2 separate regions of the Callithrix jacchus genome follow, and region 2 is linked to region 1. Evidence: chromatin contacts called from public Hi-C data. All regions are on one chromosome and are shown on one strand. The core of a region is the stretch at or near the end of the contact, and the rest is flanking DNA. Distances in the headings are between cores, read along the strand shown. Region 1 holds the start of ACTN2 (actinin alpha 2). Region 2 has its middle 36 kb from the start of ACTN2.

The links. A called contact is a pair of places that touch in the nucleus more often than the background predicts.
Region 2: a Hi-C map of skeletal muscle shows a contact between it and region 1, with 4 times the contacts expected there. The contact joins the enhancer-like site here to the promoter of ACTN2 in region 1. A contact is called at or near these places in 2 of 3 Hi-C or Micro-C datasets (both in skeletal muscle).

What each region holds. Positions count from the first base shown.
Region 1 is chr19:48,701,532-48,708,847 of calJac240_pri, forward strand. ACTN2 (actinin alpha 2) reads right to left here and starts at 4,776. Exons shown (of 21, transcript XM_035281481.3): 1 at 4,482-4,776. The coding sequence starts at 4,607.
Region 2 is chr19:48,738,593-48,745,496 of calJac240_pri, forward strand. No RefSeq gene overlaps it. Among named protein-coding and RNA genes, the nearest start is that of ACTN2, 36 kb to the left of the region's middle. Within about 2 kb of position 5,124, at least 1 of the 16 cell types and tissues checked has an H3K27ac peak or open chromatin away from gene starts, as enhancers often do. A contact at or near this core is called in skeletal muscle, where this site is marked.

The DNA of each region.
Region 1 (7,316 bases), core at 3,526-6,025:
GATTGAGACTCCATCTCAAAAAAAAAAAAGTTGGGCCGGGCGCAGTGGTTCACATCTGTAATCCCAGCACTTTGGGAGGCTGAGGTGGGTAGATCATGAGGTCAGGAGTTCGAGACCAGCCTAGCCAACATAGTGAAACTCTGTCCCTACTAAAAATACAGAAAAATTACAGAAAAAATACAAAAATTAGGCAGGCATGGTGGTGTGCAACTGTATTCCCAGCTACTCGGAAGGCTGAGGCAGGATAATAGCTTGAACCAAAGAGGCGGAGATTGTGGTGAGTTGAGATTGCACCATTGCACTCCAGCCTGGGCAACAGAGTGAGACTCTGTCTCAAAAAAACAAAAAGTACACCAGAGGAGGGGGGATGGGAAGCTAGTATCTAATGGGTAGAGAGTCTCAATGTGGGAAGACGGAAACATTCCGGAGACACATCATGGTGATGGTCGCACAATAATGTGAATAGACGTAACGCCGCTGAATTGTACACTTAGGATTAAAAGGGTAACTTTTATGTTATGTGTATTTCCCCACAATTTTCAAAGTACATCAAAGTCACCAAGGACCAAATCTCATGCCCTATTATCCATCACAAGTCTAAGCACAGTACTGATTAACAAGTATTCGGTACACAAGGATAATAATATTTGAACATTTACAGATCATTTTACAATGTATAAAACCCGTTCACCATAAAACAGTTTCACTGTTTGATCCAGACAAAAAAACCCTGTGAGTTAAGACAGGTATTTATCTTCATTTTCTAGATGCAGAAATTGACACTTGAAACATTTAGTGATTCAACTGTAGTCAGACAGAGGGTACCAGGCAGAGCTTCGACTCATCTGGGTCTCACGGATCTGAGAAATATCACAAGCTTTTCGTTAATCGTTGGAACAAACAATTAGTACCTTTTCTACTAGGAAAAATTCATGCAAGAGTATGTGTCATCAGGCAGGAGGAGCCTTCACCTTGTGGTCTAAATCAGCAGCTGCTGCCCACAGAATGGGCAGGGGCCACGCGAAGGCTCCCAGGCTCTCTATTCAATCCGGGCCCTGTGGGCAGCTGCCTCTGCACACACATCCTGCCATGCTACCTGACCCAACATGGCAACATGTTCGCCTAAATGCCAGACTGGCAGGATGTGCTCCAAGGCGAACCCGGCCAGGTCAACTGTGAAGAGGGCAGATGAATGTGAATTTCCTTAGGGACCACTAAAAACAACTGGAACACCTAGAAAAGTGTATCGATCAACAAGCCATGTACTGATTACGGACATAAGGACCCCTTATGTATCGAAACATATTTCATTTCCTTAAAAGGTCTGCTCTAGCCTCCCAGTCAAGTGAAGGACAGAGCCCTGAGCTTGTGAAGATAGCAAACATATTCAGCATTGCTGCTCTGACAAGTCACCTCCCAATTAGGCTTTGGTTGAGGTACTAGCTCAGTGTGTTCCTTGATTCCAGGAGAAGCTTACTTCTAGACGCCAACACTCGAAAAGTTTCAACAGTCCACTGAAGAGGTCCTGATTTACTTGGAAATCAATATCCGTAAACTGTGTTCTATATGGTAAAACATTCCAACTCCAAGAGTGTGCCTCAGCACTTCAGCGTCTTAAATACCGAATCTGGGGCTGAGCATGGTGGCTCATACCCACAGTACCAGCACTTTAGGAGGCCAAGGTGGGAGAATGGCTTAAGGCCAGGAGTTCAAGACCAGCCTGGGCAACACAGTGAGACCCTGACTCTACAAAAAAGTTTTTAAAATAAAAAAATTAGCCACGTGTGGTGGTGCATGCCTCCACCTCATGGAGGTCACTTGAGCCCAGGAGGTGGAGGCTGCAGTGAGCTATTACTGTGCCACTGCACTCCAGCCTGGGCAGCAGAGCAAAAGCCTGACTCAAAACATTTCATATATATATATATATATATATATATATATATATATATGTTATACATATGTGTACATACATAATATCTCATATCTGACATAATGCAGGCATTTTTCTTCTACCCACGAGTTGTAGGAAGTAAAATACGATATACTTTATAGAAAATATAAACATTCCTAACCCTATTAACACACTCTTGTGTGTAACACACTCTTGAAAGAGAAGGTAGACACGTGGAAACGCCTATTCACACTCATGCTAAACCCACTATCTTCTGGATTCCCTTCTCTTATAAAACACACTACACTTTTATAAAGTCCTTCTGTAGCCAGGCTTTCATTCCACAGCACAGAGCAAGGATTACCATGGCCCATGAGACTCTCTGAACTGTAGATATAATTAGGCATCACATCCATTCTAACGCCGCAGACGTCATCATGTGCTACCAGCATCTGTTGACAGATCTCATACCCAGCATATCACTGAAATGGCAAGTGTGGAGAAGGCAGCCCACAATAGAAACAATGGCATTTTACCCTTGTCCGGTTCCAGCAGTTTGTCTCATGGGACATAAATAGAGGCCACTCCTCTGGCCACCCTGAGCTCACAGTTCAATATTGTTTTACTGACTTGAGCACAGTCTGTATCAAAAGTAGAAATAGAGACTCTTCTAGATCTGTCCTAATGAAGTTTCAGCCCCCAAGCATGTACAACTTTCAAACTATCTTAAGAAAAAAAAAATTCTCATGTTAAACTTTTTGGTATTATTTTGGACTGGGACCAGAAGTATGTCATTTTTAAATAATCAACTTTACTTCAAGTATTCTTTAATTATAATAATACAGTCAACAGAGGAATCCCAAACCTAAAAGAATTACAAAGCCATATATCCAAAAATACTACAAATATATTAAAAGATTAAACATGGTGGAAGGCATGTCAATCTGGCCTTTGGAAATTGACATTACCTCTAACTTGCTGTTGTACTGTATTTTTTTAAAAAGCAACAGAAAGCACTGTGATTTGACTATCACTTTCAAAAATGATGGGCAGACTACCTGTCCAATTCCTTAACTATTTTACTCTTCCTTCCAAGAAAGCAATTTTTGAAACAAAGACCTGGGAGTTATCTTTTTTTAATCCATGAAAAATGCAGTAACCAAAACTTGGGGAAATTATTTAAAAATAAACACTCACTGCTAAAAATTAAAGTCACTTTTTAACTTTGTGATGATTGATGATGCATCAGCTGGTCCAGATGACACATTAGTAATCCTCAAGCCGTGTGCTTCCTTCACAATCAGTCCTTTTAAAAAATGGTAGAGGGCTTGAAATTTGGTTTTTTCTATGTATTACTCCCATTTTCTTGTTTCTAAGAAAGGTAGGGATGGCAAAAACCTTAAGAAACTCGGGGACAGACTGAAATGTAGCTAAGTTAGAGCCTTAAAATAATAATAGTAAATGGTATTTTAGGAGAGAGGGTAGACAAGAGACGTCCTGATATAAAAATAGTGCTTGGTTATTTGATAATTATCTCTTCTTCCAGCTAATGCTGTTTGCTGGGAGACAAGTTTGGGACGTGTGTTCTCCACCATCATACCCCTATTCACCAAATACTATCGCACAATCACTGACATGGCCAACTACACAGAGATACACTATGGTCACCACAGGTTACCCATTTAAAGCAGGCCCTTAGAAGGGAAATCTATCCCGCCCCACACCCAGAAAAATGGGGGGTGGGGGGAAGCACAGAGCGTTTGGCTTTTGCCATAGCCCTGTTATCCTAAGGTTGGGTTATCAGGTCTCTATTGTCATGCCTGACCCAACCAGGCTCCCTGCCTAGTCAAGAGGCGGGATTAAACCTCCTGGTGAGCATTCCCTATTTATTCTAGCCAGGAGGATCAAGAGGAAACCTTGAAATAGTGGAATGTTCCACTGACCCCCAGAGAGCGCCAACCAAAATGGGGAAGGAGCTTTTAGAAGCTGGCTGACTCCTTTGTCCCTGTGTGCTTACCTCAATGAACTATAAATAGGGTGTGAAATAATTGTAACTATCGGTAAATGTCTAGAGTTCATACAACACCCCTTTCTCAGGAACCCAAAAGATTGAATACATGACTTTCCATGACTCTGGGGGTAGCCGGGTGGAAACTGCAATGAAGCTGATGTTCATTTGCTTCTTTCAATCGGAAAGAGAGAGACTGGGGGAAATGGACAGAAACGGCCCAGGAGAGTATAACTCGGTGGCCGAGGTCACAGACTCAAGGGGCAGGTGCAGCCCAGAGACCCCTACAGATCCTGGCCTAGCGCGGGTTGGTTCGAGGAACAGAAGCACACGGAGAACGCGCTTTTCTCGCTCTGCGACTCTGATGCTGCCAACACACGCACGCGCACACACACGACGCTCAGTGTCCTGCCTGTCCCCGGACGTGTCCTCTTTCCTAAGGGCCCCCGGGACTGCGAGGACGCGGACAGCACAGCACCTCCACGCCGTGCCCCCTCGCCCGGCCCCACGGCCCCGCGCACGGGAGCCCCACGGGGGGATCCGGCCCTACCACGCGCGCGCGGCCCGCGGGCCCCTGCTGACCTTCCTCTGCTGCTTCTCCCAGGCCGGGTCCAGCAGCAGGTCGCGGTCCCACTCCTCCTCCTGGATCATGTACTCATCCTCGTCGTACACGTAATTGTACTGCACGCCGGGCTCTATCTGGTTCATGGCGCTCGGGTGGCCGGGGCTGCGGCGGGGCGCGCGGGGCTCGGACGCACGGGGGGACCGGGACACGGACCGACGGAGGCGGCGGCGGCGGCGGGCGCGGGGTGACCTTCGCGCGGCTGCTCTCGGGGCGGCTGGCCTGGGCGCTGGGTCTCGGGCGAAGCACCAGCTCGGGCTGCGAGCAGCTGCCGCGCCGCTTAAGAGCCGCGCCGCCCCGTCACGTGGCCGCGCCCCGCCCGCCGGGCCCCTCCGCCCCGCCCCGAGCACGTGCGGCTGGACTGGGCGCCGGCCCCTCCGCTGTCCCCCAGCAGCCACCGCCCCAAGGCCTCCGGGATCGCGCGAGGGGCTGCTCGGCAGGCGCAGAACCACGCCTGCCACCCACGCGCTGCCTCTGCGCTCGCCTGGCTCGCGGCGCGGGCTCCGTCGGGGTCCCCGCTGGGTGATCGCGGGCCCGGGGAGGGACACCTGAGAGGCTGCGTCCCCGACCGCCCGACACTAAGTTTCCCAAACGTCATTTGCATGTTCGTGTTTCCCACACGTTCCCACAGATTTATTGCAGATCTCTCTTCTCTGTTCCCACAGATTTATTGCAGATCTCCTGTCTCTCGTGTCTCTCTCCTCTCTGTCTCTCTCATCTCTCTGTCTCCTCTTCTCTGTCTCTCTCTCTCTTTCCCGTCTCTCTCTCTCATCTCTGTCTCTCTCATCTCTCTCTCTCATCTCTCTCTCCCGTCTCTCTCTCTCTTTCTGTTTCTCTTCTTCTCTCTCTCACATACACACATACATACATACAGCCCCCTAAGGAGTAAAGTTTAAAAGCTACAGAATCTCCTCTTCTTCCTATCCTGCCCGCCCTCACCTGGGGAAATCAAGACACAGGATTTAGATCGATCATATTAAAATGGCAGGACCAAACGAAAAGCAGGAAATGTCAGCTCTCACCTGCCAGTCATAAATTTAAGAAAGCTGACAATGAAGGGCAAGCGGCCAGGTTTGTGTTATATTTCCAAGTCGCCCTGTGGGTTGCATTTAACGCCTTTTCATCCCTCGGGGGCTGGTTATCTGTTCCCTATTGGTTATGTCGCTGCAGGAAGCAAAATGAGGAGCCTTGGGACCAGTAGGCTGAAACTTCTTAATCAAATTATGTATTAAGTAACTACTGTAAACCAGAGGATGCCTTAGGTACTAGATGAGCTGATAGGATGCCTGCCTGCAATTCAGTTTATATCTCAATTAAATAAACGTTGTCCACAGATGCTACAGAATTTTTGTGATTCAGAGCTACAATTTGTGGACATGTTTCAAGTTGAATTTGTCTGGATTTATCATTGTTCCTTAGAAGTTTTACATCACTTATCGTTATCGTTTGGGGCTTTATGCAGAAAGACTAACAATCAGCAAATAGATTGCATTAATGTTTTGTTTTTTTTTTTTTAGACGGTGTTTTGCTCTTGTTGCCCCAGCTGGAGTACAATGGCACGATCTCAGCTCACCACAACCCAAGTGATTCTCCTGCCTCAGCCTCCCTACTGGCTGGGATTACAGACGTGCATCACCACTCACGGCTAATTTTGTGTTTTTAGTAGAGACGCGGTTTCTCCATGTTGGTCATGCTGGTCTCGAACTCCTGACCTCAGGTGATCCCCCCCCCCCCAACTCAGCCTTTCAGAGTGCTAGGATTACAGGCATGAGCCACAGCACCTGGCCTGCATCACTATTTTTTAAAAACATTCTCACTAGGACATAAATTCCACAAAGGCAATGATTTTGTCTTGTCCACAGTTGTAGAATTCATCAATGACAGGTGTGTCTACAGCATAGTGGTGCTCAAACATTTGTTGAAAGAAGTAGTATCCCTGGAAATAGTGACTGAGCTAATTTACTTGTATTTAAATTTAAAATTTAAGTTTATATTTTGGATTAAAATCATACTATTGAAACAAGTTGATCAGTAAATTTTAACTATTAGAAACTGGGGCTGGGCGCGGTGGCTCATGCCTATAATCACGGCACTTTGGGAGGCCAAAGTGGGTGGATCACCTGAGGCCAGGAGTTCCAGACCAGTCTGACCACCATGGTAAAACCCCGTCTCTACTAAAAAAAAATACAAAAATTAGCAGGGCATGGTGGTGCGCCCCTGTAATCCCAGCTACTGGAGTCTGAGGCAGGAGAATCACTAGAACAAGGGAGGCGGAGGTTGCATCTTGGCAATGAGCCAAGACTCGCCTCAAAAAAAAAAAAAAGAAAAAAGAAAGAAAAAAAAAGGAAAAGAAACTGGATCTACAATTACAAAAAGTACTACATTGTTAAGCTTAGTTTTCAAAAATTAACTGTGGGGATGTAAAGTTCTAGATGAGATGGAAAAAACAGTGCCAGATTTACCATCCTGCCTGAAACAACTAAAGTCTGGGAAAAAAAACACATAAAATAATGGTTTTGAAGAGATTAGTCATCAGGCAAAGAGGGATAATGAACCCTCAGAGGCAGAAAATAAATGATGTGAGCGCTACAATGGCCCCAGCCTGGAGAACGTTTTTAAGATGCAGTGCAATAAAGGGTACCCAGGCACAGCTTACTGATCTCCATACACTGAATTTAGAGAGACCAAAGCATTAGAATTTGCAAGGCCAAATACAGGAGAAAATAGAGCTGCAAAGAGAGAATCCTGGAAATTTGCAGTCCCCTGGAATCTGATCAGTGAATGATAGGAGGAAA
Region 2 (6,904 bases), core at 3,874-6,373, 37 kb after region 1:
TAGAAAAATTTATAAACGAAAATCTTATACTTGTGCATCCTTGGTTTATACATAAATTTCAGAGGAAATCATGTAATCTAGTCATTATATTCTTCCAGGTTATTGTACATTTGGAGTGAAAACAGCGTATCAAAAGATTTCTACAGAGTTTGACTCAGTAAATCAAAATTTTCCATTCAAAGAACACAATTTCTATGTCGAAATCGCAGGTAATGACACTGCAGGCTTGACCTCAAGGAATTTAGAGTCAAGAAGAGGAAATACACTTACAACAAAATAGAAAAAATAAAGAAAAAAACTACACTAGAGGTATAAATAAAACACTAGAGAATGAAGGGATCAATCCTAAATGCAAGAAGTGGATTGTAAATAACCTAGTGGATTAGAAATTGGCTTTTTTGTCCTCCGAGTCTGAACTGTACATAGTAGGTGAGCCATTCAGGAAATATATATTGATTGATTAATTCCAAGAATAACAGGCAATGTTTATGAGCACATGCTATGTGCTGGCACAGTGCAAAGTGCTCTGCTTACGTGACTTCATTTAATCAAATAATGGAGAGCAAGTGGGAAAGAGAAAATATTCAACATGCTTACTGACTCATTCTTATACATTCTAATAGTACAGTGAAAGGATATCTGTATAATTGGATTTTTACTGATTCCTTAAATACAGGAAAACTGCTACTAATACATGTAATTATAGGCCTATAATAATTTAAGTATTTGCTAATTAAACATAGATACCTAATAATCTAGTAAATTACATTTATAATTGCATACTAATTGTGAATGCATTTTATAGCACATCACTATATATTAGTAATTACATTTAAATTATAACTTTACATTGGATGCATCATTTCCAGTGCTGCTGTTGCTTCATTTATTTGTTTTCTTCTCATTCCTGTTCTTTTTGCTATTATTCTTCTTACTCTCATCTCCTTCCCCTTCTTCTTCTCCTCCCCCTTTGCCTTTCTGTTCTTTAACAAAAATAAATTAAGTATACAAGTTCCGTGATTCCCATTACTTATGGTAATACTTGTAGATAAAAAGAATACTTCCTTGGTTCGGAAATTCATTTTAGTCTGTCTCTTTTATGTTAACCTGAAAGAAACCCTTTAATTCTTTGTCCAGTGATTTTTTTTTCTGTAGAATATTGCCTTTTACCAATACTAAGTCACATGTAAAACACAGTTCTACCCAGTGTCCGGATAAATCTCAGACTTGAATTTGAGAAGGCACTAAAGGACACTGAAAGCTGGTACTGTAGTGGCCTAAAATTCAGTAGATCCCTGCCAGCCCTTACTCATTATTGTTTTTTTTTTTTTTTTGACAGGGGTCTCACTTGGTTGCCCAGGCTGGAGTGCAATGGTACAATCATGGCTCACTGCATCCCTGACCTCCAGGGCTCAGAGGATCCTCCCACCTCAGCCTTCCAGGTAGCTGGGACTACAGATGTGCATCACCTCACCTAGCTAATATTTGCAGAAACTGGGTTTTGCCATGTTGCCCAGGCTGGTCTTGAACTCCTGGGCTCAAGCAGTCTGTCTACATTGGTCTCCCAAAGTGCTGGGATTACAGACATGAGCTAATGTGCCAGCCCCATCACCAATTGCTTAATGGGTTGGTCATGGAGTTATAAGGCCAATATCCTACGTTAGATTCCCATGTACACCAGTCGGCTTCATTAACTCCTGTGCCCTAATCCTGACCCCTCTTCTCCCAAGAATGCATGCAGAGAAAAGAAGTCCACAGCAAGAGCTGAGGGCATCAGCCCACCTGATGAAGGCAGGTGTTTCAAGATGGTGTGAGAAGGATGAGCCGAGCACTCTAGTGATGGGGAGGGGGAAACTAAAACTTTATGACCGTAAGCAAATATCACAGCAAATCAGCCTTAAGTGGATATAAAAGAACTCACAAAATAACACAAAATGTAACCAAAGCTCACCAGACCAGAGGAAGAGTCACCACTCTGGCATGGGAAGACGGGCGCCCGGGATCCTGCAGTGGGAGTCGGGGCGTCCCCCAGCACAGGACAGCAGCAGGCTTCAACCCTCCCTCAGGTAAGCTCCTTTCACTAAGTCCAGTTGTGACTCTGGGCACCCTCTGTTGTTTGCAACACAAACAATCGTTCTGGGTGCAGTGTCCCAAGATGTGTTCCAGGACTTAATTTCTGGCCTTTTAGCCAAATTTTATACCACATGTTTACCTTTTCACCTTAGGTGTCTGTGCCTCTTATAGATGGAGGCATATTTTATTTATTTATTTATTTATTTTTTATTTTAGGCAGAGTTTTGCTCTTGTTGCCCAGGCTAGAGTAAAGTGGTGCAATATCAGCTCAGTGCAACCTCTGCCTCCCGGGTTCAAGCAATTCTCCTGCCTTACCCTCCCGATTAGGTGGAATTACAGGTGTGTGCCACCACACCTGGCTAATTTTTATATTTTTAGTAAAGACAGGGTTTCACCATGTTGGCCAAGCTAGTCTTGAACTCCTGACCTCAGGTGACAGGTCTACCTCGGCCTCCCAAAGTGCTGGGATTACAGGTATGAGCCACTGCACCCAGCCAGATGGAGTCATATTCTAAAACGGAGTTAGTGTGGCCAATTTCTCTCTTCCTACAGCAGGGTAGAGGCAGCAGAGCACAGCTCTGTTCACTCAGATGCCTCACTGGAGTTGGCAATGATAAGGTCTTTGAGATCAGGTACCCAGATGGGCTCTGTGGACCCCTCTACCCCTCCTTGGCTTGTTATTTGTTTGTTTGTTTGTTTTTGAGACAAACTCTTGCTCTGTCTGGAATGCAGTGGCACTATCTCAGCTCACTGCAACCTCCACCTTCTGGGTTCAAGTGATTCTCCTGCCTCAGCCTCCCAAGCAGCTGGGACTGCAGGCACCCACCACCACCCCTGGTTAAATTTTGTATTTTTAGTAGAGACAGGGTTTCACCATGTTGGCCAGGCTGGTCTCGAACTCCTGACCTCGTGTGATCTGTGCCACCATGCTGGGCTATAAAGAGCTTTTATTTACATGCATTATATCTATTAATATTTACCATATTAGAAATGAAAACTGAGGCATTTAAAAACTAGTATACTAATTCAAAATGAACAACAAACCCATGGCATGTGAACGTACATTCCACGTAAAGAATGCATTTTTATGAAACATAACTCTATCTTCTAAAGGAATTAGTGGTGCCATAGCATTGTTTTCCTTATTAGCGCATCTCTTTATTATCTGCCTTAATGGAAGACACCTGGATTCCCCTGTCTGCTGCTGCGATCTGTTTTAGCTCTGACTGTCATGTAGCATCTGGAACATCTGACTGTAGACTCATGGCAGGATGAGGGGGCAAAGGCGAATAGTGTCTTATATTATTATAAAAGTGCTTCTGACCTTGCAAACCACCTAAAAGGCCTCAGGACCACTTTGAGATCCCCTACAGTACAGATATGACCATTTGTTGGGAAGCCATCCAAGAATGTCTGCCACACAGGTCCCCATTTCCCATTTTGGGATTTCCTTTTTAATTTCATAACTAAATGTCCAATTCAAAAGTTAGTCTCAGAACTAGGAAACCATCTTCCCCATGGTTATGTATGTGCAATTCTCTATGGCTTACCAAATAGAAAATTACCAGCAATTTTTAAAACACAGGTTTGTTTTTGGTTTCCTTACACGCATTTTCTTTTGAGACAGAGTCTTGCTCTGTTGCCCAAGCTGGAGTGCAGTAGCGTGATCACAGCTCACTGCAGCCCTGACTTCCGTGGCTCAAGCTATACTCCTACCTCATCGTCCTGAGTATCTGGGACTACAGGTGCACGCCATCATGCCCAGGTTATTTTATTTTATTGTGGAGACAGGGTCTTACTATGTTGTCCAAGCAGGTCTTGAGCTCCTGAGCTCAAGCAATTTTCCTGCCTCAGCCTCCCAAAGTGTTGGGATTGCAGGCATGAGCCACCATGCCCAGCCCTTATATATTTTGGTTTCAAAGGTCAAAGGGTCTTTCCAGTCATGGCTCAAACAAATGATGTCTGTGCTTTCCCACTTCTGCAAGAAGGAAGCCTCCCTCTCAGGCACATAACATGAAAGCAGGAGATTGAGTGGAAGGACGCGTCTACTTCCATCTTCAGCCTTCATTGCCATACCTCATTGCCATTTGTCTGTGTACAGGGATTTGATTTGATTTGATTTGATTTTGAGACAGAGTCTCGCTCTGTTGCCCAGGCTGGAGTGCAATGGCGCAATCTGGGCTTACTGCAACCTCCACCTTCCAAGTTCAAGGAATTCTCTTGCTTCAGCCTCTCAAGTGGCTGGGATTATAGGGGCTCACCAACACACCCAGCTAATTTGTTGTATTTTGAGTAAAGATGGGGTTTTGTCATGCTGGCCAGGCTGGTCTTGAACTCTTGACCTGAAGTGACCCACCCTTCTTGGCTTCCCAAACTGCTGGGATTACAGACTTGAGCCACCATGCCCAGCCTCTTCAGGGACTTTTGAAGACATGGTTGATGACATCCAAATTCCCACTCTAAATCTTCCGCACCTCTGAGGATCAAACTTAAGACTCTCCGTCAAATGTTATCAACATTTAATTATACCGACCTCATCCTCATTAGACTCTTCCATCTCTTTAGCTACCCCCGATAGCTGTGAGAAAGTTCACAGGGCAACCTCAGGGAGAGTAGCCGTGGACTTGCGACATCTCCTCTGTGTCATATTCCCTGAGTGATTCCTTTTGAAAATGTCAGGAGCACTGTGTACGAGTTGCAGAAAAAGCTGGAGGGGGGCCTCCATCAGCATCCCAGCTCTGTGCCAGCGACTCTCTGATGAGATGTTGGGATTTGGAGGTGGGATACGGAATCACTCCAGGGCCTTTTTTGAACTCTGCATGCTGGTTCCTTCCCCCAACTCCCTGGAGACAGATGTCTCCTCACCCCCACCCTGCCTGAAAATCACTGATCTCCACGGTTAGGAAAGAGCGTTATTAAATTTAAATTTAGCATGTGAGGTTGTGGATAACCCTATCTCTGTTTCTGAGAAACAACTGTTTACTATTCTAACACTCCAGAAACCTGGCAACTGGCTCACAGAGGACTGGCAAACGGAAGCTTATGTGCAGCTGCTCTGCAAGGGACCCCAGCCCGACGCACTCCTATCCGTCAGCCTGGTGTCTATATCAGAAGGGGTACAAGACCTAGAACTTTGCAGGGCCAAAAACGGCAGTCAGGACCTATTTTTAATGATCCTGAGGATTGTTTAGAAAGGAAACTCCATAAAGTCCATGTAGCTCTTAAAAAGTATTTTGTTCCACTCTTTTCTTTCCCTGCCTTTCTGATTCTATTTCTGTATTTCCCTCTTTACGTTTATGGGTCTGGAAGTGAATAGCAATAAATAAAGATGATCATCCTAAAATGATGTTCCTGGATAGAAAAACGGGTTCCTAAAATCCCTGCTTCCATCGCTAGGATGGCAATCTGGAAAAAATTGCAGGGGGATTTGCAAGATAATCGAAGCTCTTGATATTCAGAGGGGGGATTTTATTCTATTGTCACTTACTCTCAGGAAAATGTGATGTGGGTTACAGCTACCTGGGTATTATGGCCCAAGTTTCCACTGAACACAGAGAGACTGCGTCGTTCACAACTGTGTGACTCATTTACTGCAGGCAAAGCCCTCTTCTTGGAGCCTCTTATTCTAAACCACACACACAGAGCACACGATGCTTGCTGTTGGAGTGGGGTCACTGGACAAAAGGGGCAAACCGGTAACGGTATCTCTACAAGTGACATTATAGACATGCCATGCCGCGTGATCCCCACGGCTAAAATGAGACTCTCGAAGCTGGAGGGAATGGAAAGTGATGACGTGAGGCGCCTGAACGATATTGTAACTTCAGATGATGTTGGCGGCTAGTACTGTATAAGCTAAATGAACTGGGGCTAAGTGCTCGTGACGACATCATGGGCAGAGAATGTTATGAAGTTGTATGTCATTCTTGGCCTGAAGCGTCCCATCTAATGAGCCTATTTGTCATGGAAAAAATAAAATCAAGTGTATAGACGTCTTCAGTATTAGATGTTGGAAAAGTGCTCTGGAAGATAGGACAGTTTATGCATTTAAAGGATGTGTTAGCAAAACTCGTCCTACCCCATTACCTCTGCATCCATCTTGAACATTTATGACCCCAGCAGAACACACGCCAGCCAACAAACATCCATCTGGTACTTACCATGATCAAGGCGCTGGGCTACAACCCGGTAGATATATAAAGATAAAACAAAGATGGAATCTGCCCTAAAAGAATTATAAGCTAGTAGGCAAGGACATCTATGTGACCAGTCATTTTATGTGAACACATATAAATATATGTTTATACACCTGCCCGTCTCAGCGTAGCTGCTGTGCTTCCATTCATTGCATAGGTGATGGATGTTTGGATCCACATATATATGAGCAGGGCTATTTTTGTGGAGGTTGCAAAGGAATATCCATCTAGAACATTTTTCCTCCAGAATTCTGGAAGCCAGGGCAGGATTCCTGAACTTTCCTCTTATTTTTTAACTTAATTTTCTATATTTATTTATTTATTTTGAGACAGAGTTTCACTCTTGTTGCCCAGGCTGGAGTGCAGTGGTGTGATCTTGACTCACTACAACCTCCGCCTCCCAGGTTCAAGTGATTCTCCTGCCGCAGCCTCCCAAGTAGCTGGGATTATAGGCGTGCATCACCATGCCCAGCTAATTTTGTAGTTTTAGCAGAGATGGGGTTTCACTATGTTAGCCAGGCTGGTCTTGAACTCCAGACCTCAGCTGATCTGCCCGCCTTGGCTTCCCAGAGTGCTGAGATTACAGGTGTGAGCCACTGCACCTGTCCCAGAATTTTCTTTTTAATAGACATTAG